4 separate regions of the Mus musculus genome follow, and all the other regions are linked to region 1. Evidence: chromatin contacts called from public promoter capture Hi-C data. All regions are on one chromosome and are shown on one strand. Each heading gives the region's core, a stretch centred on a gene start, on an enhancer-like site or on the middle of the called end of the contact. The rest is flanking DNA. Distances are from core to core; before and after follow the strand shown. Region 1 holds the start of A730049H05Rik (RIKEN cDNA A730049H05 gene). Region 2 has its middle 87 kb from the start of Gm22312. Region 3 holds the start of Trh (thyrotropin releasing hormone). Region 4 has its middle 15 kb from the start of Gm25094.

Region 1 (3,704 bases), core at 507-3,006:
TAGGATTCAGAAGGAATTGGGAATGGAGCCTGTGGTGCTCGTGATTGGCTTCTGAACTCTCAAATGCTGGCTGCAGCATAAGCAGTTAGCTTTGCCTTGTCTATGAGTACTTTCTCACCTCTTGATCTTTGCGACAGAGACACAGAGTTCATTATGGAGTGAAGATCAAGGTGGAGAAAACAGACAGGGATGAGTCTGAAGTAGGAATCCCAAAGATAGTCGAAAGTCTCAGTGAGTCAGAGAGATGAGTTAACCTCTTCTTTGTCTGACCCAGCCAGTCCTGAGACTGCAGTGGATGACAGATTAGTGTCCTTTCCAACTTCCTCAAAACAGCTCTACAAAGCTACTACCATTCCCATCCTACAGATGGCAAGCCAAGACTCAGAGAGATAAGAATTCTTGCTCTGAGTCACGTGGCTATTGATGGCACAGCTGAGATAGGGACCACAGTGATATTTTTCTAAGCATACAAGTTCCTGATAACCTATCTGGCTCAAGTTCAAATAATCTTAAACTTAACTGTGTTAGGTATTGTCCCAGATACTATCTGACAGAAGCAAGAGAAGTCTAGAAGGAAAACAAGCAACATGACCAAGCAGATGAAGAAGGAAGCGTTCCTAAAGAGATGAACCACTGTAGTAAGGAATGGATCCATTACCGGAAGGGACTGGGGAGAGCAGGGCTGGGAAGCCAATCCCAGAGGTGCAGAATACAGTAGGAAATCATAAAGATGAGAGATATCAAACAGGGTCATGGGTGGCTTCCTCTAGCTGCTAGATGTGGGGCCCTTGGACAACTGGCAAAGTCTGTCTGAATCTTAGTTTTACCACCTAAAACTAAAAACTAAACTCACCTCATCTAGGTGTCATCCAAAAGACAAAGTGAGAGGACGGACAGACAGAAAGCTCCCAGCACAGCCAAGTGCAGAACAAACATCCTCAAACCACGCTACCTTGGGTTGTGAGCCACGCTCAGTGCAGGCGGCTCCTCCATCTTGCCTCTCCAGCAGTGTGCGTCTTTTATGTCATTCCGGGGTCAGCAGATCTGATTTGACTTTCTAATTCTGTCCTACTCTTTCTATAACCTAGCATTCTGTTCTGGAAATTGGGGTTACCTCCCCCTAATGTCTTATACCACCTCTACCCTCCTCTCCCCCTTCCCCCAGCAATGGACTTTCCAGCACAGACACTTAAATGTCTGCTAAAGTCAAGCATTAACTTGGGGAGTAGAAGAAAAATAAGTCCAGCATATTTCTATATTAACTCAACACTTCATGTGGATTCTACCATGGGTTGAAAACACTGGAAATTCTACCCTAATTAATGAGTATTTCACACGAGAGCCCGTTTTCTCTCCCTGATCGTCAATGGCACACGAAAAGGAAAAATACAGAGTAAGCTTTACCTCAAATACTTGCATGTTACGGCTATTCAAATGAACACAGGCTAACCAAATCCAAACATATATTAAATGTTCTGCCCATCATCTCCCCTCCTGTGAAGTGAAAGTTGTCTGTATGCTTATACTCTTGGCCTGAGGCATGTTAAAGCTGTTTTTTTTCCTTTCCATTTCAGTGACCCCAGCTCTGGGATACTCAAGACCACAGGGAGAAACGCAAACAGGAATTGCCTAGAGCCTGACAGCAAACAGCTCCTTTGGGAAGGAGCCAGCAATGCCACTCCATTCAATGGCTTTGCAGGCTCCATAGGGTGTGGAGCTGATGCTAACAAGGGGGTGGAGCGACACGCAGGCTGGTGTGCACTTACTTCATGGCTTTACTTACTTGTTGCCACTGCTCTGCCCTCCAAGTGTAGAGAGGACATGGTGAGGCTTGGCAGACACGCTCCGACTCTGGTCTGCTGTAGGAGCTGCACTCACTCTCTCTGGCTGCTTTGTGTGTCCCGATCTGACAGCCCACATGCCTCTGCTGCACGCCTTGGCCACAGGACACAGAGCACTGAGAAGACACAGGATGTAAGTAGGCACTTCGGCTCCCTTCTGGAGGGCGGGAAGGGGTGGGTCACAGAGGAGGGCAATGCTTTCTTAATCCAATGATTTTTCACAGCAGTCAAAATGCTTTCTCATTTCCAAGGAGGGGGACACTAAGGCAAGTTCTAAAAGCACTGGTAACTGCCAGTGCTGGGCAGGGTGCAGGAGCCACAAGTGGGGAGGAACCAAAACTCTCAGGGGATGTCAGAGGGAGGAGAGATTGTGGGGAAACACCACCATCCAGAAGTAATGGTGCCACATTGAAACAGACAAACGAAACACTGTGCATGACTTCCATCCTGGAAGATGGATGGCTTGGGAAAATTGGGAGATGCGGTTCTATAGCGTAACCCATAGAGAGCCAACCATTGACAATTAAGGCCATATAAGCAGAAGGACTTTCTCCTGCCCTCTTATTTTTCTAGTTTCTATTCCTGGAGACAGAACATTGCCTCGCTTGTTGTTTGTTTGTTTGTTTAAATCATGGAATTCACTTAACTATCTGTGCCTCCTCATAATCTCAAATGAATAGATGAAGAATAAAAGCTAATAAGGAAAAATAATTTCCTCAGGCTTAATGTTTTCAGCTCTTGAAAAAATCCCATTAATCACGAGGAAACATTTTGTTGACCAAGTTGCAAAACACCAATTAACTTTCCCCTAAATTAATTTTTTAATGGTTTCCTCATTGTTGGTTGCATAATCTCACTTATGGGCAAGCCAAGAATTATTGTCTTTATTAAGATTTTGGCAGTCAGAAACCAAAGGCAACCTTTGATTAGAGAGAACTGCATAACACTGCACTTGGTTATTAAAGGTTATTAGCAATTTGGGGGGTGGACATAAATCAGTCACTATTAATTTGCCTGGTGTTGAGAAACAAAGTTATCTGACATTCATGCCATGTACCCAAAAGGAGGTCTTCTTCTAAAACAAAACCAGACTCTACAACTGCACGCTTGTCTAATTTGCTTGTAGGGAAATTCAAGGTGCTCCGTGAAAGACGGAAAGTTTGTTAAGACATATGTATACCCAAGTGGATGCTGCTGCAGCTTAGGCTCTTTCGTAGAAGGCAGCTTGAGAAATGCTATTGTTTCAGAGAAATCTATGCTGGAGAAGAGCCTCACAGCTCACATCAAAGGGCGCGGAAGACAATGCTTCATCCCAACATCGTTGCCATTGTTTGGGTTTAATTGGATTAATTGAATTGAATGAGTTTGTGACCCACAAGAAACCAGACTTTAAAGTCATTATGTTCTGGGAAGGATAAGGGGAGGACTCTTAAATACCACGAATGGCTTTGTCTCCAAACAACAGCCACTTAATGCTCACAGGGGCTATGTGAGTTATAATACTGGCTGCGCTGGAAAAGGACTGGAGTTACCCAGCAAATGACAGAAATATTCAAGTGTCATTACAACAATCAAAGAGTTCTGGCTATTTGGATTTGGGGTCTTAAATCCAAGAATATACTTCTAGAACAATGTACAACAGAAATACAAAGAGAATAGTAATGTGAACACATTGGAATTTGACACAAAGCTGGTAAGTTTAAAAAAAATCGCATAACGTTCTCACAACAAAGAAAAATGGGAAAGACCTTTAGAGTGTCTAGTACTAATTAGGTTGTTAAGTAAATGAAACCCCTTTGTGTATGTAGCGAATGGTGGTGAAGTACATATCTATAGGCATGCATATGGTGGCTAGTATTCAAT
Region 2 (3,704 bases), core at 373-2,872, 610 kb after region 1:
ATCTCCAGGGACCTAACCATGCTACATTCCAACACCCTACCACATCTACAGGAAACCCACTCTGCCAAGAGTGTCCCAGCAGCTCATATTTGTTTCAGTTCCAACTCTGAGAGCCTTAACAATACCCATACAGGTGTCTTAACAACTCATGTGTCAAGACAAATTCAGTTGTCCCCAGCATGGCTAGATCTAAAAAGGAACATCCCTCGACATCTCTGACTAGGCTTAGCTCTCTTCTGAAACGTCCGTTCTCCAAAGTTCTCTCCATTTGGTGCTAAAAGTAGACCCTGACGATGCTAAGCATATTTATTGACATGTAAGATCTTGGGGGACAGGTACAGTTCTTGCCTGGTAATTCTAGCAAAAGTTCCTGGAAAAGTTTGACCTGCCTAATTTAAGAGAAATGTACATTCCTAGGTCAGTTATTAAGATGAAAGGAAATGTGAGCCTGAGCTGATCTTGAATCTCAAGACCATTTCTAGAACCTGGAAGGAAGGGTGCGTAAAATAAGAGGAGTGGGAAATACATGTGGCTCTCCAAAGAAATGGAAAAGGGCGGATTTGATGAGCAAATACTAGACATATCCTAGACAGGTCCTTTGAGGAGTGACTTGTAATGGATGGGTAGAAGTGGAACTGTTTTTGTAGAAGGGCATCCTCAAAACCATCGAACTGATTTTCCCTGCACTGAGTGTCCAGGCCTTACTCACAGAAGGCACTAAAACAAGGCCCAGGAAAATGGGGCTGCATCAGTCAGTTAGAACTGATGTGAATCGCTGATTAGTTCCCTTTCAGTGGACATCAGAGGCATCCCAAACCACTCCCCAAACTAAATCCTAAGCTGATAAATAAAAACCAAGAAGCCGAAGCACTTACTCTTTATCTGCAGCTCAGATAACGTCAGGAAGAAATAGCATCAAGACATAGATCACCAGTTTATATCCTCCTTTAGGACAAATGAAGCCACTAAAGAATTTCAAACGGATGGGAATTTAAAATGGATTCTTGTGGTTCTGTGATTAAAATGGTAAGAATTTCCTAACATCAAAATTTAAGGATCTTTAATGGGCAGAGTAGCAAATGTTATGAATATTCATCGTTGTATCAAAATTAATAGTTCATTTTTAAAGAGCAATACTATACTTTCAGAGAAAAAAAAATCCCATCTGCCTTTGCCTTCCCTGGCCTGTGGGCATGAGAATAAGGTCAAAGGCATATTTCAGAGCTGCAGACATCTCCCTCTTGCTTGAGTTTCCAAAGCAGCTCTCAAGTTTCTTCAAAGGTCTGTTTCACGAACCGGAGCTAAAACGTAATGAGGAAAGGCTGAAAGAAAAGCCCTATCCCAGGGACTTCAGGTGGCTTTGGGGAAGTATGTTAATGACCAAGTTGACATCAACATCTGTTAGCACCTTTCATAATGCCCCCTGGAAAATCCACTTAACTCTTGGCATCTGCTAGAAAGGGATTCTCAAGGTCCAGCAACTGATAGATACCCTACACGTAAGCCATGGGGTCCTCTGATGGAGTAAAACCTAAGAAAAATATGCCAGCTCGAAGCTCTTCATGTTGCCTTGTCCTGCCCTGAGGGAAAGCGATGACTTAATCCACACTGGCTAAATCTCAACAGAGTGAACTGTGGATGAGGACCCTGGGTCAATCCAGGACAAAAAAAAAAAAAAAGTGGCATCTGTTAGTGTTTGGGAATGGTGGATTCCTGGGCACTTTTATAAACAACGCCAGCAATGAAATAGGGCTGGTCCCTTTTTCCCTCCAGATATAAACATTATGCTTCAGACCTTAATAATAGGAACCAAACCTCCTGCCTGCCACACTTCACAAGGCAACATATCCACTATATTTGTTTGCTGTAGAGAGTCCATAAAAGCACAAGTATCCTTACAAAGGCTGGGCCCGACAAGAGATTAGAAAGTACATGTGCTAATTGGTGCGTTGGACAGCCAGCAGCTGAATGGTATGTGTTTGCAAACCCAGTGAGCTTGGCAGAATCATTCTTCTTACTTGGCTTACTCCTTCTACACAGTTAAAGCCAAGCAATCCAACAGTGTGTAAATAGTTTTCTGTTACCCATAATAAAAGACTGTATCTCTGTAACAACAACAACAACAACAACAACAACTACTACTACTACTACTACTACTACTACTACTACTACTACAAAAAACTACAGAAAGAATATTGTGGAAGATTACAGAGGCAGTATGCATGCCTTCACACTCCTTAGCTTGCTCTTTCAGCTCACATGCACCCAGTATATACTATATACATACTATATACTATGTATAGTATATATGCTAGAGTAACACTAGGACTCAGAATACATAAAGAAAGTTCAACATGAGCAAAAGTGCAGACGCAGAAGATAAACAAATAAGTATCTCCTAACAGTTGGAAGAAGGGGATTAGAAAAGAAAGCGAAGCAAATTTCATCAGGCAAAGGGTGTCTTATTAGGGAAGGGTCACTGGTTAAGTAACCTTTGGCCTTTGGGAGTCAAGTAAGAACACACCAGGTGGAAAGTGGTGTTGAGTGGAAAGACAGAACAAAGAACAGAGAGCGCATTCCAGGCTGAAGAAGACAAGTGGACTTCATCTCAAATCCCAGCTCTAATTGATGGGGAGTGGCACTCTAAGTATGGTGATGACAACAGCCGTGGGTATAGCAGAGAGCTTCAGCATTGCACATCACCAGGCACCCTGTTTATTCACTCACTACACCTTGATTTGACTTCGGCTTCCATGGGCAGTTCACCGACATGCTGCCAGCTCCCCAGTTTCAAGCCTATTCAGCTTTCTGCTTCTCTGACAGAGATTTGGATTCTACAGAAACCCAAGGGCAAGGTAGCTAGCAAGCTTAGAGGAACTGAGGATGCCATAGAAGTTAAATGAACGACAAATGGGAGACAGTGAGCAAAGACACAGAGTTTTTCTTCCCTTGATAAGATGGTTCGCATGTGCATCCTAACGAATCCCCAGTGGTTTGCCAGGGGGATGGGCCCAGTTGCCTACAACTATCCCCCCAGCATGCCCTTTACTGAGCTCTCTCCTCTCTCACTGAAGGCTCTCGAGACCACCTTTCAAATGTTTCACAACAGTCATCTATTGGTATGTAATTACCTAAAGTTACTCTAAAAGAGAAAATATAAGCATTTATTGTCTCCTCAGTCCTTAAAGTCAGGGAATACACCAATGATACATTATAAGGTCTGGCTCAGAATCTCTCAGGTCAGGAGGTTCCAGTCAACTGAAGATGTGATGGATTTGGTGGATCTAAGATGGCTCACTCAGATAACTACCAACCTGGTGCTGCTGCTGACAGCAGACCCCACCCTGTGGGCTTCTCCTTGAGATTTCGTGAGAGTCCTCAGGACATGGACTTGGTTTCTTCCAGATGAAATAACCCAAGACTGCAAGAAAATACTCATGATGGACTTTAAGACTCAAATTTAAAACCATACACTATCACTTAGTCATATCTTAGTGTTCAAAATGCCAGCCTCATGCAATTAGAGGGATAATAACACCAGGGTGAGGGTACAAGTGTGAAACTAGAAAGTGTGGGGACGTCTTAGCAGCAGGCTAGCATATTTACCTGTAGGTTTCCCAGGAAGCATAGTCTTAATCTATTGCTGATTGACATGACAATACTCCCAGGCATCTATATAGACTTGGGATCTAGCAGCTTATATC
Region 3 (3,704 bases), core at 341-2,840, 570 kb before region 1:
CGGCTTCAACGTCTTCCTCCTTCTCCTCCCTTTTGCCCGGATGCTGGCGTTTTGTGATCCAGGAATCTGGAGAAGTAAAAGGCAGTGTGGGAGAGCCTGGTCCCGTCATCAGGAACCCTTGCTTGCAGGCCATGGACCACTTCAGACTTCTACTTTGTCATAGCTCTTAGAGCAGCTCCTCCCTCCCATTGTCTGTTCTGCTTCCCAGCTCTTACAGACACCCCTCACACCAATGGTGAAGGGCACTGCTGCTGGCTTCCAGCCCCCAGCTCTCTTCTTTCTTGCTGGGTGACAATAAACCACTTCTTACTTGTATTCTCTGAATCTCAGTTTCCAGGACAAAATGGCAACATGTCCTTATAGACAGGGCCTTAGACACAAGTGCTTGGTAAACAATAATTAAAGCTGTTAGGGATAGGGACCATTGTGAAATTGTGACTACTGAAAATCTACCTTCTGATTATTTCTAACACTGTGGTCCCAAGGGCTGGTAACCTCCCCACCCTATGGAGAAACTGTCTAGAAGGTTATACGCTTCTTAAATCTGGAACAGGGGCACTGACTGGTGCTCCCCCAACCCTCTCCACATGGCTCCCTTCCCCCTATACTCACCTAAGGCAGCACCAAGGTCCCCTCGCACACGCTGGAGGTCTTTCCTCAAGAATCGACGTTCTGGCCGGACCTGGACTTTCTCCAGGCCTGGAAGGTCAGGAGTCACAGCACCTTCCTCCTGGGCTGCTTCCAGCAAGGCGCAGGATTTGGGGATACCAGTTAGCACGAAGATCAAAGCCAGAGCCATCATCAGCCAAGGTCCCTGCATCTTGGAGTCTAGGGTCAAAGGCAGTGGGTGTAAGGGTAAATGCACCGCCTGCTCTGAGGTTGTCCCCTTCCCTTCCCCAGAACAAGGTCATCTGCCACCTTGTGCCAGGTGCAGCTGAGCCTCTGGTAGCTTTCCTGGTATCAGGGTGCCAAGGTGCCTATCCAAACTAGGAGGCGATGGAAACCCCACTGTCTCCGCCATCCCTAACTGTCTCCCAAAGTTGGGGGAGTCAGCGCTGCATCTGACACCCCTACCCCGGTGTACCCATTAAGGTTGCAGTGCTGACAGGAGAAGCTAAAGTCATAGCGGCCAAAACTGTCTCCAAGGCTCCATCTACATTCTAACCCCAGCCCTTCACCGCAATCTCCTTACTCCAGAGCTGAAATTCTTGCTCACATACACGAACTCCCCATGTAACCCTTTGCTCCCTTGTCTAGGCTAGAAGAAGACTCTCACTGGACGCCCACATCCTAATTCCAAAGTGAAGGTTCTATTTCTAACGTTAGTGTACAAATTCGAACTCTAGGGTGGGTCCGACCGTCCTGGTGTGGACCTGCTGACCGACCTCTTCCACCCAGAACTCCCAGTGCCCTGGCCAGTGTGCTACAGGAAGGTGGCGAGGCAGGTGGAGGGGACACCTGTTTGGGATCCCAGGTCAGAGGCATTACCTGCAAGGTGGAGACTCTGCAGAGCTTTCCAAGATGCTGAGCCGAAGAGTGCAAACTGGCTGGGTAGAGTCTGCAAGGCTCCAGAATCCAGAGTCGACTGCGCGCTCCTCGGAGGGGCCGAGGCTTATATGCGCTCGAGACAGCGGCGCCTGTGAGGTCAGCGGGGAGGGGGCGCAGGCCGAATGCAGGGGCGCTGACGGCAGAGCCGGGGGACCCGCCCGCTTTCCGGAAACCTGGTGGGGGCCGAGCGAGCGAGGAGGCGCGGCTGGCGCAGGTTGGCGCCCTGCTCCGGAGGTCTATTGACTAAGAGAACATCTGACTAGGGAACAAAGGGAGGGAGAGACGTCCCGGGAATAGTTCGCGATGGAAAGGAGACAAGAGTGGGGACCAAGAGACAAATGCTCGCAGACATCCAGAGACAAGACAGATGCAGAGTGTGGGCAGCAAAAGAAAGAGCATCTAGTGGCACCTGTGCTTGATTGACTGTGTCACTGGCCGAATTCCCCTCTTCTAGTTTCCCCATCTGTGCAATGGGAGAGAAACCAGTTCCTCGATGATGGCTCTAAGGCTACAATGAATGATAGGGCTGTTTGGCTCAACTCCCACAAGGTCCTGAAAGTACATTTCTTTACATTTTCCTGTCACCTGCAGGAGAATCATGGTCCAAGGGGTGATAGTCAGTCCCACTTTACATATAGGAGAGCTCAGTAGAGGGAAAGCTGAAAGGCAAAGGCAAATAGATTTCAGCTAGAGTCCTTGCCTTAGATGAAGATGCTAAGGGTCTGGGGACACGTCTAACTCAGCTTCCTGACCGCCCCCCAGGCACCTCTGTGTTTCTGGGTCATAAGAGTATCATCAGACAGATGGGAAATCTAAGACCCCAGTTTGACCCCTGCTTCCCAGCCAGACTCCAGGGTTTGAAGAATTTGCCACCCAGCCTGTTGCCTCCTGGTTGGATATGACCACGGCTATTCTGATTCTGAGCAGTTGTGACCACCCTCAGAAGACCCTTGCCAGCTAAGGCCTGTTAACATGTCCTGACTAGGGGCAGGAGACTGCAGCTGTAAGTTGCCCCAGGGTACTTCCTAGTGACGTAGCTGCCTTTGAGTTACCCATGTAACGACAAGTCACCCATGTAACGCCAACAAACTCCTTGGTTCACCTAGCTAGACTTCCCCCACCCCTACCCCCATTGGTACCCTCTATATCTGGGGTGAAAGAATGTTTCTCTCACCCCAGAAAAGCTCATGTGACACTTGCGACCTGTTCCCTCATGCAAGTCACAGTGGACCCTTAGCCACAGACAGGAGAGGTTACCAGGGTGTTTCTCCCCACAAAAACAATTCCCTTGTACAGATTCTCAAGCCTGTGCCAAGAAAGCCACTCAAGGATATGCCAGGCAGTACGGCTTCTAGAAGCCACGATTGCAAGTGGTTAGGTACCTGTCTATCAGGAAGGGGCTGCTTAAATCAAGTGGGGTCTATCCAAGATGACTCTGGGGTCTAATATGGTGTCTAAGAGATGGAGGCAGGTCTGGAGAGATGGCTCAGCAGTTAAGAGCACTGACTGCTCTTCCGGAGTAACCACATGGTGGCTCACAACCATCTGTTATGGGATCCGATGCCCTCTTCTGGTGTGTTTGAAGACAGCTACAGTGTACTCACATACATAAAATAAATAAATCTTAAAGAAAAGAGAGAGAGAGAGAGAGAGAGAGAGAGAGAGATGGAGGCAGCAGTGTGTGTGTGTCTCTGTGTGTGTGTTGCATGGTAAGCTACACGACCCCTTAAGTGATCAAAGCAGAGAGGAAGAAAGTGTGTGCACAGGACAGACTGCCAGTGAACCACTAATTCTCTGACAAAGAGATGGACCAGAGGAAGGGAGGGAGGGTGGATTACATACCCTCAGCGGGATGCAGGAGGTTTGCTTTTGTTCACTGTTTTGACACACTGGGCTCTGCTGACCTTGGAGAGGCCACCGGTCTAAGCTTAGCCTAGGAGACCCTTTCATATGCAAAGCGACCCAGACCAAAGCTCTTTCCCACCCCTGGCTCCTAGCACCCAGGTTCAGGTGCTCTAAACCACTTTCATCCACCCTATCCCTTAAGGTGGGTACTGGAAGAAAACTATTGTAGAGTTTATGCCCCAGCTCTGAAGTGACCAAAACTAGCCCACCCTGTTGACCCTGCCTTGACTAATCTTTCCTGTATTAGAAGT
Region 4 (3,704 bases), core at 331-2,830, 530 kb after region 1:
CATAAAATAGCTGCATTAGGAAACTGGGGAGATGGCTCAGGAGGTTAAGTGCTTGCTGTACAACCATGAGCACCTTCATTTGTACCCCCAGAACCCACATGAAGAGCCAGGAGTAGTGCTACCTACTTATAATCCCAGCTCTGCAGAAGCAGATCTTCGGGGCTCACTGGCCAGCCAGCCTAACCTAACTTTCAACGTTTGAGTCAAAAGAAAGGTCCTGTTTCAAAACACAAGGTAGACAGCTTCTATGGAGGACCTGAGGATGTCCATTGGCCATCACATGCATATACTTAAATATGATACCCACACAAATATAAACACCCACCCTCCACACGCATACAAAAAACTACCGGCACTGAAGACGTCACATAATAAATGATACTGCAGTGTACTACCACAGTAGTGCCCCGAGAATATACCATGCATTACTAGATGTGTGTGAATGGCGGGGTGAACCACGAGGCAGTTCATTATGTCCCTCACAATGCTCATTATTTAGAAAGCAGAGATTTTCTTCTCTCCAACATCTTTTTTTTATCCTCAGAAATGTAGATGGAAACTAATTTTTTTGTTTGCTTTTCAACAGTTTAAGCCAAAAGGAAAACTTCTCTAAGAATCACATCATTTCTATGTTTTTGAGTGTTTCCCCGGCTTTTCACCTTTCCTCCACTCTCCGTTCAGAACATTTTTGGAGTTTTCAGATAACAAGTTCTGCATCTTCTTATTATTTCTGAATGGCTATTATTGGACAGGAAAGCTGCTTCAATAATCATATTTGAATCATGAGAATAAGCACACCCACACATTTGGACCTTATCATTCTGTTCCTTTGTCTTATCATCCTTGTCCTTCGGCTGACACCATGAACCTTGGAAAGTCAAAGATGCCCTTGCATTAGTCCCTTATCCTCCACCTCAGGTACCTCTGTCTTTACTCTCTGTCCCCTCATGCCCTTCGGAGATAATTGCCTATGTTTCAGTGCCTATATTATATATGTTCCAACCTGTTCTCCAAACGTGAACTGTTTGGGATTAAAATAGTTTCTTAGGAGCATTTTCAGTCTTTCCTTGAACTCCTGCCAAATCTACAGCTCTCCCCAGAAAGGAAAATGCTGAACATTCAAAGCAGAGTGAGGATTACTCAGAAAGAGATAATAAATAGCATATTACTGCTTGTGGCATGAGGGGAAAAACTCAATTTGTTTGTATCTTAATGGTTTAACCATGACAACAGAGTGGAGCCTTAGTAAAGGTACTAAGAACACAGGTCTCCTGCCAAGACGTGAGAAAAGACTGTAGCGCGACTGCGCAGTGGAAATCATATCACAATGCAGGCAGCTACATTAAGAAAGTCCACTCAAGTAGTTTGACAATGCATTGTTTGCAATGCAAATGTTAAGAGCATTAATAAATGATTCAGCAAAGCAGGATAAGTTCAACACTGGGAGCGGAAGGGGAGTCTATTAATATGCTAATGAAGGTAAGAGAGAAACTCCTGTTTCTGACCTTTGTTGTCACAGGTTTGGATGCAAAGAGGACTGCCTGCCATTGGGAAGAAAAGAAGCACACAGATGAGGTAATGTGCATCACTGCCACCACTTAGGGAAGAACACCCTACAAGGCTGGAGTATTATTAGCACCTCATCACCCTGTATTGCACATGAAAACATCAGGGCCCAAGAAGAAATAAGCAACTTCCCAGTGATTATATAGCCAAGAGAGTGAAGATTTCAACCAACAGCGAAGCTTTCTATGTAGTCTTATCTTTGCTACTCCATAGTGGGCTATTAAAGTCTCAGCATGCAAGTGTGTGTGTGTGTGTGTGTGTGTGTGTGTGTCTTCAGTGGTGTTTCATGAAGAATAAGCAAGTAAATTTGCTACTGTTTTAGGGATTTTTAGTTTAGTTAGGGAAATAGATGGGGAAAGGGTAAGACTACATATAGAGTTATGGAGAGCAATACTCAAACATGGTGGTAGAACGCTAACTCTCCTCATGATGTACTTTTTTATTTGGTTGGCCCCAAGAATTTGCTACTGGAGGATGCAGAACTCACTTTGAGACTGGCTACTCTTGGAGTTATGTGGCTTAAGGAGAAGAACTTATGTTACACCGTGCAAGCCTTAGACAAATCCTTGAGCTTATAAGAAGAGTCATTGACCCATAAAGATGTAGCTTGATGCTTACAAGGAAGTGTCTCTCACTCTTTAAATATCAATAGAGTCCCAAAGACTGGTAACATAGTCATTCCACTGACTAGTGATGAGAGCCATTCCTAGACAGAATCTGATGGAATGAGACATTGGGCTGGATAAATTTCTGTAACAGAGAGATGAAAGGAAAAGCCAAATTCTAAGACCAAAGTGAGATGTCCAGAGCATATCACTGAGAAGTTCAAAGGCAATGGTCAAGATGCTGACATTTTGATGGCTGGAATGCTAATAGGAAAGAAACCACAGGGAGAGGTTTTTCACTCATCAATCCAAGAGTTATGCTTCATCCTTATAAATGCTACTGTGTCTCACTTAATTGACATTTTGATTAAACTAGCCATAGTTTCCTGGGTCTGGTTCCTATATAACCAAGAAAAAGAAAATCCGAAATGCCTCTTGCCTGTAAAAGACATTCTTATCTATTAGAAAAATATATGGTAAGATAATATAAAAATACATGGAGAGCCAGGTGTGGTGGCACATGCCTTTAATCCCAGCACTTGGGAGGCAGAGGCAGGCGGATTTCTGAGTTTGAGGCCAGCCTGGTCTACAAAGTGAGTTCCAGGACAGCCAGGTCTATACAGAGAAACCCTGTCTCGAAAAAGAAAAAAAAAGAAAAGAAAAGAAAAGAAAAAAACAAAACAAAACAAAACATGGAAAAGCCAAATTGTATAAAATCCATAAGGAGAAGCATTGTCTGTATAAGTAATGATGTACATACATAGGTACATATACAGTAATGTGTTGCTTGACACAAGGATATGTTCTAGACCCTTAACCATTAGATAATGTAGTCTTTATGTAAACATCCCAGAGTAAAAACCACTTGCATAGTATAATATACCACATACTTAGGTGATGGTATTTGTATGGGTTATAGCCTATTGCCCCTTGTATCATAATGAACAATTAAGACATTAAGGAAAGTACCAAAAATATTATCAACACATAGTAAACACAAGATATAAGAACTGGTATAGACAGAGCACAGCATACTGTTTTAAAGCATTTGTTTTTCAATAAGTAAAAAACCATACTCTAAAATAATGACTAAAATATAGATTATAAGTATATTAGCCAACAATATAATCCTTCATTATCATTTTGAGTAACTTTGGCTATACGTAGTCGTATGAGCTATGCTTATATATGACTGGCACTCAGTAGGTCTGCAAACTCATGAAAGATGCTTGGTGCCATAATGTTATGATGCTGTGATGTCACTAGGTGATAGGAATGTTTTAGCTCTGTCATAACCTTAAGTGACCAGCATAATGTATGTGATAGATCATTAAAATATCACTACATGTTACATGACTTCACAATACACATAACTGCTTTGTTCACGGGTTAAAGGCTACATAACAAAGAACTTATGCTACAGCAGGATCAAGCTCTGACATTCTGCTAGTCTTCCTTCTAGACCAAATGTAGCAGAATGGATGCTGACAATAGGTGCCACTTTGCTGTGCTCTAGAAATAATCCTGCACTGA

What was found. Promoter capture Hi-C pulls out the DNA fragments that hold promoters and counts their contacts.
Region 2: a promoter capture Hi-C map of 3T3-L1-derived adipocytes shows a contact between it and region 1, with 3 times the contacts expected there. The contact joins the enhancer-like site here to the promoter of A730049H05Rik in region 1. A contact is called at or near these places in 9 of 39 promoter capture datasets (3T3-L1-derived adipocytes, the C10 cell line, cranial neural crest and 6 more), 1 of 115 datasets of contacts at active chromatin or transcription factors (embryonic stem cells) and 2 of 9 other capture datasets (adipose tissue and pancreatic islet).
Region 3: a promoter capture Hi-C map of hippocampal neurons shows a contact between it and region 1, with 3 times the contacts expected there. The contact joins the promoter of Trh here to the promoter of A730049H05Rik in region 1. A contact is called at or near these places in 4 of 39 promoter capture datasets (the 3T3-L1 cell line, hippocampal neurons, liver and 1 more).
Region 4: a promoter capture Hi-C map of stem cell-derived epiblast-like cells shows a contact between it and region 1, with 1.9 times the contacts expected there. The contact joins the enhancer-like site here to the promoter of A730049H05Rik in region 1. A contact is called at or near these places in 14 of 39 promoter capture datasets (the 3T3-L1 cell line, 3T3-L1-derived adipocytes, the C10 cell line and 8 more), 3 of 115 datasets of contacts at active chromatin or transcription factors (embryonic stem cells, epiblast stem cells and extraembryonic endoderm stem cells) and 2 of 9 other capture datasets (embryonic stem cells and liver).

The regions. Positions count from the first base shown.
Region 1 is chr6:92,814,687-92,818,390 of GRCm38.p6, forward strand. It overlaps A730049H05Rik (RIKEN cDNA A730049H05 gene), which reads left to right and starts at 1,757. Exons shown (of 5, transcript NR_169152.1): 1 at 1,757-1,974. It overlaps Adamts9 (a disintegrin-like and metallopeptidase (reprolysin type) with thrombospondin type 1 motif, 9), which reads right to left. Exons shown (of 40, transcript NM_175314.4): 30 at 1,784-1,957.
Region 2 is chr6:93,421,174-93,424,877 of GRCm38.p6, forward strand. No RefSeq gene overlaps it. Among named protein-coding and RNA genes, the nearest start is that of Gm22312, 87 kb to the right of the region's middle. Within about 2 kb of position 1,623, at least 4 of the 459 cell types and tissues checked have an H3K27ac peak or open chromatin away from gene starts, as enhancers often do. A contact at or near this core is called in 3T3-L1-derived adipocytes, where this site is marked.
Region 3 is chr6:92,243,060-92,246,763 of GRCm38.p6, forward strand. It overlaps Trh (thyrotropin releasing hormone), which reads right to left and starts at 1,591. Exons shown (of 3, transcript NM_009426.3): 1 at 1,489-1,591; 2 at 613-828; 3 at 1-66. The coding sequence starts at 820.
Region 4 is chr6:93,349,036-93,352,739 of GRCm38.p6, forward strand. No RefSeq gene overlaps it. Among named protein-coding and RNA genes, the nearest start is that of Gm25094, 15 kb to the left of the region's middle. Within about 2 kb of position 1,581, at least 10 of the 459 cell types and tissues checked have an H3K27ac peak or open chromatin away from gene starts, as enhancers often do. A contact at or near this core is called in stem cell-derived epiblast-like cells, where this site is marked.